Regions from separate parts of the Sus scrofa genome. Here all the other regions are linked to region 2. The links are chromatin contacts, called in public HiChIP or PLAC-seq and promoter capture Hi-C maps. All regions are on one chromosome and are shown on one strand. The core of a region is the stretch at or near the end of the contact, and the rest is flanking DNA. Distances in the headings are between cores, read along the strand shown. Region 1 holds the start of SMARCA5 (SWI/SNF-related matrix-associated actin-dependent regulator of chromatin subfamily A member 5). Region 2 holds the start of ABCE1 (ATP-binding cassette sub-family E member 1). Region 3 holds the start of GYPA (glycophorin-A).

Region 1 (2,829 bases), core at 16-2,515, 870 kb after region 2:
TATCCCCACTGCGCCCTCAGCCATCCAGCTCTCGCCATTGTTTCTGCCCAGAACAGATACCGCCCCCGCAAGGACCGGGATGAAGAAAAGGAGGCCCAAATCCTCGGATGCGCTGCTTTTAAATGCCTTCCCCACCCCGTCCGTCTACCCTCGTTCCTAAAGGGAAATCTCCCTCCCCCTCCCCCCAGGTTTAGTGGAAACTAAAATCGAGATTCAGAGATGGGCGAGGGAATTATGGGAGCCTCACTTAAAAAAAAAAGTCGGCAGATCCGTCTCGGCCTCAGTAATCAAGAACATGTGTCTAATAAGAGCGTTTGAGGATTTGGCAAGGTTCGCGAAAGAGACAAATAACGCAAATATGAGGTGCCAGAGACCCAGCTGAGTCTACTTGCATAGGTAAGCAGAAGGGCGCAAGGGAGAGCATCATTTCGGATCATCCAAGGGTCTGAGGCCGAGTTTGGGTGCAGAGGAGTGAAGTTCGGCTTCGCGTTTTATCACCAATACACAGCAGAGGGAACCAGTTCCTCCTCCCTATCCCGCCCTCTCCCCATGCCACAGGCCGTCCTTACCTCCATCTCGGAGTCCGTGGGGCCGGCGCCGGCCGCGGAGGGAGCCGCCGGGACGCCGAAGCCCTCGGGGCCGCCTTTGTTGCTGTTGTTGCTCCCGCTACAGGCGGCGGAGGATGCGGGCTTGGAAGGCGCGCTCTCGGGAGGCGGGGGTGGCGGAGGGTCGGCCGCGGACGACATGATGTTCCGTCTGCGTCACCCGCTGCTGCCAGAGGCCCGGCCCAGCAGGGATGAGGAGGAGGCCTAGGCCTGGGTGGCTACGTCGCAGTGAGCCGATGGAGGAGCGGAAGGACCACCCGAATGCTTCCTCTCCGCAGCTCGGCGACGAGCCCAAGCCAGGCCCAGGAGCCTCCCCCTCTAGCTGTCCTCCTCTTCCTCCCGGCTCTGGGTTCGACCGGCGCTTTACCTCACGGCGGGAATCACGTCGACGAGGGTGGGCGGGGCCACCCGGGTCACTGAGGTCAGAGAAGGCAGGCCGATTTACAGGAGGGCGGAGAGTTGGGGGAAAAAGAAAGGAAAGCAAGAAGGACCAAGACCAGGAACTAGCCTAGCCGCCTCCTCTTCTTCCTCTGGTAGATATCAGGTATCTCGCCAGCATCCAGGTCTACTACCTACGCCACCGACTTTCAACACTCGCGAGATTGATAGTTAGCTAAGAGACCGGGGTTTCAAAGTACGCATGCGCATTCTCTACTCCAAGCTCTTGGCCACGCCCCCTGTGCCCCTACGGGCTCTAGGGCGATGAGTGGGCGGGGCCTCAAAGGAGGGCTCGGAGACGTAAGTTTGTGCGTCGGTTTCCGGGCGTGACGCCACCGCAGTCTTACAGTCGTTCTTAACGGCTCGCTGTGCCGGGTCGCTGTGCTTCCCCAGCTTGGCAGTAATCCCAGCGCTGCTCGAAAAATTGCCCGGGTCTTGCGCCGCCTGCTGCAGCGTAGAGGCTTCTGCAGGCCTCTCTTTTACCGCCTCCGCTTATTGGCGTGACGCCACAGAGTTGACAATGATACGGTTTTCCCAGTTGACGTCTCACTGTTTTGTTGTCTAAGAAGAGTGCCTGTTAGTGTGATTTTTGTTTGTTTTGTCATCCTTATGTTAGCTATATGATTGATCATTTCTAAATTCCTTCTTCGGTAGAGTTAGACGATATTTCCTCTAAGTTTACATGCTAAAAGTAAGCAAACTGCGCCAACCACCATGTGAGAAACAAGAGTAATTAGCAGATAAGAAAGAGAGGTAATAGGTTATATCTTTTCCTCAACCACCAAATATTAAATAAAAACAGACATTCTTCTAAAAAAGTGTTACAAGTAATCACTGGTTTGTACATTGCTTTACGCTATGTTCAACACAGCCTTTTGCATCCACCTACTGCAGAATTTAAGCACATGGTGTTCTATTTGACAGCAAATCTGCATACTGCACTAAATTGTTATTTGCCCTGCATAGGCTCTTACTCATCTTTATATCCCCATATCCAATATTCTATTAGTACGTATTGAATAAAGGAGACAAACTTGTCAAGAGTCAAGGTTTGACCAAACCATTGACTATGCTGAATTACAAACAGAAGGGATTTCCTTTGAATATTTAACCTGCAAACTTTTAACCAATTCAATGATAATTCTTTGAGATCTGGAAGAATGTTCCCCAGCCTATTAGAAATGCCCTGTCTGAGACTCTAGGGAACCCCCAAGGATAGATAAAAAGAAAACTATATAAATGATGATCATCATCGTCTTTATATGTACTTGAGAAATGCTAGCACAATATAGTCCAACATTGAAAGTTTGATTTTAAAACTGTTGTATACCACAAAGTGAATTATTATTAACTTGTAACAACCAGACTGTAGAAAAAAGTTTATTATATAGTAGTAACTAAAAAATTTTAACAGTTCAAAAATATAGATAAAACTTTGGAAGGATAGTCCTAAAATTATTGAAAGTGATTGTTGTTGATGTATATTACCTAATTCATTTTTGTTTCTCTTTTTTTATTTTTCTAAAATGAGTTTGTGTATTATTATTTATTTTATTTTATTTTTTTGCTTTTTAGGGCTGCACCCTGGGTATGTGGAGTTCCCAGGCTAGGGGTCCAATTGGAGCTACAGCTGCCAGCCTACACCATAGCAATGCAGAATCAGAGCCATGTCTGTGACCTACCCAACAGTTCACAGCAAGGCCAGATCCTTAACCTGCTGAGCAAGGCCAGATATTGAACCCGCAGCCTCATGGTTACTAGTCAGATTCATTTCTGGTGCACCGCA
Region 2 (2,927 bases), core at 283-2,782:
AGTTGCAGCTCCAATTTGACCCCCTAGCCTGGGAACTTCCAAATGCGGCAGGTGTGGCCCTAAAAAGCAAAGAAAAAAAAAAAAAAAAAGCAACTATCATTCCGGAAGCGATAATTACCTAGAAACTGAAGATTCTTTAGTTAGCTATTAAAATCAAACTGGACTCCATACAAATTATGGTGAATCAGCACAATGAATTCTCCAGGAGGGGATAAATCATCATTGATTTAGCAATGAAACTGCTTAAAGTTTATTTTTGCCAAACTACATAATGTTTCATTGACTATTCCAAACCATTAAAAAAAAACAAGACTGTAGGAGATGATTTTTATAAAATAAAAGCATAGCAGAGATGGCTAATAACCTGACTTACATCAAAAAGTGATAAATTATAATGTATTTAAGTGGACAGATTCTTTGAAGAACTGTTAATTAACTGTGTCAACACTATTAATTAAATTTCCACGTCAGTTTAAAGAAATGGGCAGGATTCCCTCCTTTCTTTTTCAATGAGAAAGATACAGCACAGGAAGGATTGCAGGGAAAAACTCTATAATAAGAGACTCCTGGGAACAAACAGGGCTCTGAAGATATTCAAATCTCAAAGTACACTCTCTTCAAAGTAAGTATTTTCAGTAAAGACATCACCGGTAATCTCAAGGAGTTTAAGATCTAAAGAGGAAAACGGAACGTGCAGAGTACCATAAAAGCGCACCCAAAATGCTAATGGCGTTCACCTGGGAGATTACTTGGAACAACCTCGGTTACAGCTGAGAACACGCTGCTTTGAAAAAAGTGCTGACGTTTGGACATCATTTCTCTAAAGACTGGGAGTGGACAAGAAATATTCGACTTCATGGCGGCAAGATGCCATGACTCATTGCCAAATCTCCAAACAGTGGGGAAAAAAGGCGACGACGTCCCATAATCAAATACGCACGTGACATTACATCCCCTTCACCGGGCCGGGGGAGTGGGGGGAGTAGGGGATGCGGCTTTCTAAAAGATTCAGTTCCAGAGTAGGAGCGCGGTAAAGCGGGGAGTGGAGGCGGTGGAGACTGGAACGCTGAGGGGACGGCGGGCAACAGAGGCGGAAAGCCAGGTCAGCCTGGAGGCGCCCTCAGCACTCGGCTGCGCCCGCGCTCCGGCGTTACCAGCTGTCTCCCTCAAGCCGGCTGCTACGCGCCGCTGCCGTCTCCACCGCCGCCACCTGAGGCCTAACCAAAAGCTCTCCGAGAATGCCACTACCTGCGTTTAGACCATGCCAAACCGAAGCTAACGGCAAAACCCCTCCGGGCTATTCACGTACCTGGAGAAACAGATTCCCCTTGGGGAGGGGAACGCAGAAGCCAAATCTGCTCTTGCTTTCACTTTTCAGCCACACAGCGTGTTCCTACACACACCGGCCAAGATGGCGGTGCCCAGCCACCGCCTCGCGCATGCCACAGGGGCGATGTACGCGTGCGCGGCAGAGCACGCCGGGCAGAGCCCTGGAGGGAGGAGGGCGGGACGATGGGATGACATCATCGGACTGCGACCCCAATTGACGTCGTTGGGGAAGCTAGGCGGTTCTGGGAAGGCGAGGGGGAGTGGCGCGGAGCAGCAGTGGATTCCGAAAACCTGAGTGGAGGCAATCCGGGTCTGCAAGCTGTAAGTGCATGGGCTTTCCCCGACGTGGAGAATGATTCCAGCTTAAACAGATGCGATCTCTTCTCCACTGTCAGTCTCCTTTTACGCTTCCTATTTCAAGGCCGATGGGTCAGGAATGGATCCTTAGCGGTTGCCCATTCTAGCGCTTCTGGAAGGGATGTCAAACGGAACCAAGAGAGTCTGGTCCAGGCACTGCTTACTGTGGCGTTCTCTCCTTGGCCTCACCTTATGAATGATGTGGCCAGGAACCCATTCTTCTTCGAGCTCCGTGTTTTATCCACTTGGTGGAGTCCAGTACCAAGTTCAGCAGCTGAATTCTCCGCAATGTAGAGATAGCTCTTCCCTTTTTGGACATTTTTGGACATTTGACAGTGTGGCCACAGGTTTTATTGTCTCAACCTAGACCTTACTTAGACCAACCTAGACCTTGAGAAATACTTTAGTTTATGATGGAACTTATTTATTTATTTATTTATTCATTCAGTAAATTGCTAATGGAGCATTTAAGCCTCAGGCCTTTCCGAAGTTTACAGTCCAGTGTGTACTATTATTTAAGCGGTATCAAGTGCTTGTGTAGAGATTAGGGAACAGCTGAGATGTCAAGGAGACGGTAAACAGACCTTTTAGGCCAAGTTTATAATATCATGTACGTGTAACCGCGTTCAGCAGCTGTAACTTTGCACTACTGAAGCAGTTTTACGTGTTGTTCACTAGACAAGAGGATAAACTAGTGATTTAGAATAGACCAGTTCTTCACTTCTATACCTTAAAGGCATTTTTCTGACTTTATATTCTACAGTAAAAGCACGTATAAATGGAACTTTTGACGACCAGTGAGAAGATGTGATTTTTCTCTGCATCACTTAATGGATTTTTTAAAATGTTGACCAATATTTACATATTTCTGGATTAAAGGTTTTTAAGTCTGACTTTTCGAGGGAGAAAACTTCATTAGGAATTTTTACTCACAGATGTATAGAACTTCATAGCATTACAGTTATAGATCCAGTCAACCCCTTTGACAGACAGGAAAGGAAGTAAAGCCCAGACCTGGCCAAATTCTAGGCTAAAGGAGTGACTAAATCTGACCCCTTGACCCTATACCCTTTGACTACTATATGCTGTTGCTTTGCACATCTCGTAAGTCATAATATGTTGTATTTTAGAAACAAAAACTGAATTCTCAAGAGTTTTTAATTACAGTGATTGAGTTATGTCGCCTTTTAAGAAATAGATGATTGATATTCAGGGCATATTTGTGATCCATTTGGCTATTT
Region 3 (2,768 bases), core at 207-2,706, 680 kb after region 2:
TCTCAAAAGATGCCTAGCTTTATCTGACACATTTGCAATGATATGTCTCCCTGGTGGGATGTTATGGTGTTCCTGAACATGCGTTTCAGTCAGAATGCAAGCATGACTGGGGAAGTGCCTGAAAGGGAAAAGTATAACTTCATGTCCTGCGCTGTTTGTTTCTCCCCCAGGTTTCACATTTTTCCTTCCATTGTGTGGACCCACCACTAGAGGGCACCATACAGTTCTGCTTTCACACAGCCGGTGCCTCATGCTGGGTCTGACCTGTTTCTACACTGAGAGCCTTACAGGTTTTGTCTGTCTTTAATGAGGTCACGGAGTGGCAACATATCTGCAGACGCGTCCTGGATCTGCCATTGCTGGGGCTGTGGCTGTGGTGTAGGCCAGCAGCTGCAGCTCTGATTCGACCCCTAGCCTGGGAACTTCCATATAGCACAGGTGTGACCCTAACAAGAAGACAGTAAGAACGATGATAGTAAAGCGCAGCTTCTTTTCACCAAGAGAGAAGTTGCTTTCCTCTGCAATATTCATTTGTGATTTATTAATTTAACAAATATTTACTGTCAACTCTACTCCTAACACTCGGTGGTAAGTAAGATAGCCCTAGGCAGGGCCTGCCTGCATAAGCTTAGAGTCTGCTGGGGACACAAAAATCATTGCAATGCACTATGATGTCCTAGACACAGGGAGGAACTGGTATGAGCACAGAGCAGGGACCCCTGATGCAGATGTAGGAAAGCAGGGCCAACTTCCTGGAGGAAGCAGTATTAAATTGAGCTCCTAAGCAGAACAGAAGTAGGGCCTGTAAGGGGAGAATGAGCATGTCCCAGGCAGACGGGACATAACAGAGGAAAAAAGAATCGAACGGGATTTTGATGTTTGTCCACACAGTTTTTGAGCCTGTTTTTTTCCACTTACCTATTTTATCCCCAGTCTCCATACCAACTACTTTTGAAAACATGATTTTAATAGCTAACTAATAGTCCCTTGTGAGGAGAATACCTAATTTATTCACCTGTTTTCAAAGGGAAGTAGCATTTTTAAAGCTAATGCTAACTGTTCTCCCCTTAAAAATAGGAAGTCATGGGGTGGGGGGAATAAAGTAAAAAAATTAAACAACTTCTTGCGTCGCCTGTATTCTTACATGGCTGTATGACCTGCCTTGAGTTGGAGTTATTTGAAACCTCAGAGCACGCCAGTGGGAATCACCATTCTCAAAGACACTCAATTCTCGCTTAAGAAGTCACTTCCACCCTGGCCCACAGGGTCTCCGCCTTAAAAAGGAGGAGGCGCCCTGCTCCCCAAAGCGAAAGCGACCAGCGCCTGGCTCAGGCCCTTGCAGTCTGTCTCAGGCCCTTGCAGTCTGTCTCTTGTCTCTGGTTTGTCCAATCAGGCAGCTCCTGCTGCTCCTACCTTGCCACGCCCACCGAGTTCATGCTGGGATATTTCACACGCAGCCACCAGTTCCCTGGAGTGAGGGAAGAGCTGGCTAAATACATTCATAATCCTGGGTAAGGAGATAGCCCCATATCTATATGGACACGCTGTTCACAACTTTGCACAGTTTAAAAATGCCACCCGGCCTATCTTCTGGTGCCAGAGAGGGTGGGTCTGAAAGATAAGAGCACGGAGGCTGAGGCCACAGACGACACTTCAGGTGTCTCTGGCAATTTTCTTGCACTGACCTTGGCCAGCCAGCTCATGATCTCAGGATGCACGGGAAAATGATCTTTGTATTACTCTTGGCAGGTGAGTGGAATTTTTTTCAGTCCGATGCTGATATAGGGGATATAGGATTATAGATCAAAAGATTAACTGTCCCCTTCGTCCTAGTGTACTTAGGGGCACAAATGAAGGAGTGGTATCACGGATCCCAGTCTGGTGGGGGGACTGGGATTGGGATTTGTCTGGTAAGGCAGATGAAATGGCCCCAGGGGCCCAGGAACTGTGGCTAGATTATGATTTCCCATCTCAGCAATTCTCAGCCCAGTTAGCAAGAAAAGAACTTTATTAACTACTATGAGCTACTATGAGAAACATTTCTGTGTGAAGGCCTGGGCTGCTTTATTGCTGTTTTCATGAGATTAACGTCTAAATTGAGGAATCATTCATGAAGGTGATGGTGGATATATGGCCCCCAGTTTTCAAAGAGTTTTCCGAAAAATTGTAATTTCCTCTTTCTCTTGCCAAAAGTCAGTCCAAGCTGCAAGCATGAGCTCTGAATCCATGAGGGAGTTGTTTCTCACTTTGTGGTCTATTACTGAGGGATGAGGCAGGAAAACAAACAAACAAACAAACAAACAAAACCAATTCTTATTGGCTTAGGTGTTATGTGGTTTGGAAGAACTCAAAATCAATTCATTAAAATAAAGATATAACACATGCGTATTATGAAGTGGTATCCAGTTAACATTATTTCTGGCCTTTTCCTGAGAGCGTTATGGTTCACATCTTCTCAGAGGCAGTGTTTATGTGTCAGAAATTCTAGGGCCCAGCACAGAGATAAGGAGCAGGCAATTACTCGAAATGTGTTGAGCCCCTCAGATGTGACTCTAACTCAAGCTAGAGCACGTTTCAAGGATTTCCTGGCCGTTCTGTATGAGATGGGGAAGGGAATGGAGCATTTTCTAAGATACACGAAGGGGTGAAAGAGGGTGAGGGTTCAAGCACAGACATCAAAGACAGACAGAACGAGGTTCAAATCTGGCTCCACATCGGAAAGCCTGGGGACCATGAAAGCAAGTGCCTTACTGGCTCTTTGCCTCAGT

What was found. Promoter capture Hi-C pulls out the DNA fragments that hold promoters and counts their contacts. HiChIP or PLAC-seq counts read pairs in DNA pulled down with a chosen protein or histone mark.
Region 1: a contact with region 2 is called in an H3K27ac HiChIP or PLAC-seq map of alveolar macrophages. The contact joins the promoter of SMARCA5 here to the promoter of ABCE1 in region 2. A contact is called at or near these places in 3 of 5 promoter capture datasets (fetal liver, fetal skeletal muscle and liver) and 2 of 2 datasets of contacts at active chromatin or transcription factors (alveolar macrophages and skeletal muscle).
Region 3: a contact with region 2 is called in a promoter capture Hi-C map of fetal skeletal muscle, with 5 times the contacts expected there. The contact joins the promoter of GYPA here to the promoter of ABCE1 in region 2. A contact is called at or near these places in 4 of 5 promoter capture datasets (fetal skeletal muscle, liver and skeletal muscle) and 2 of 2 datasets of contacts at active chromatin or transcription factors (alveolar macrophages and skeletal muscle).

Annotation. Positions count from the first base shown.
Region 1 is chr8:84,223,678-84,226,506 of Sscrofa11.1, forward strand. It overlaps SMARCA5 (SWI/SNF-related matrix-associated actin-dependent regulator of chromatin subfamily A member 5), which reads right to left and starts at 1,266. Exons shown (of 24, transcript XM_003129174.5): 1 at 570-1,266. The coding sequence starts at 746.
Region 2 is chr8:83,351,676-83,354,602 of Sscrofa11.1, forward strand. ABCE1 (ATP-binding cassette sub-family E member 1) reads right to left here and starts at 1,533. Exons shown (of 18, transcript XM_003129170.6): 1 at 1,310-1,533. ANAPC10 (anaphase promoting complex subunit 10) reads left to right here and starts at 1,635. Exons shown (of 5, transcript NM_001177927.1): 1 at 1,635-1,650.
Region 3 is chr8:84,036,118-84,038,885 of Sscrofa11.1, forward strand. GYPA (glycophorin-A) reads left to right here and starts at 1,457. Exons shown (of 6, transcript XM_005656526.3): 1 at 1,457-1,749. The coding sequence starts at 1,713.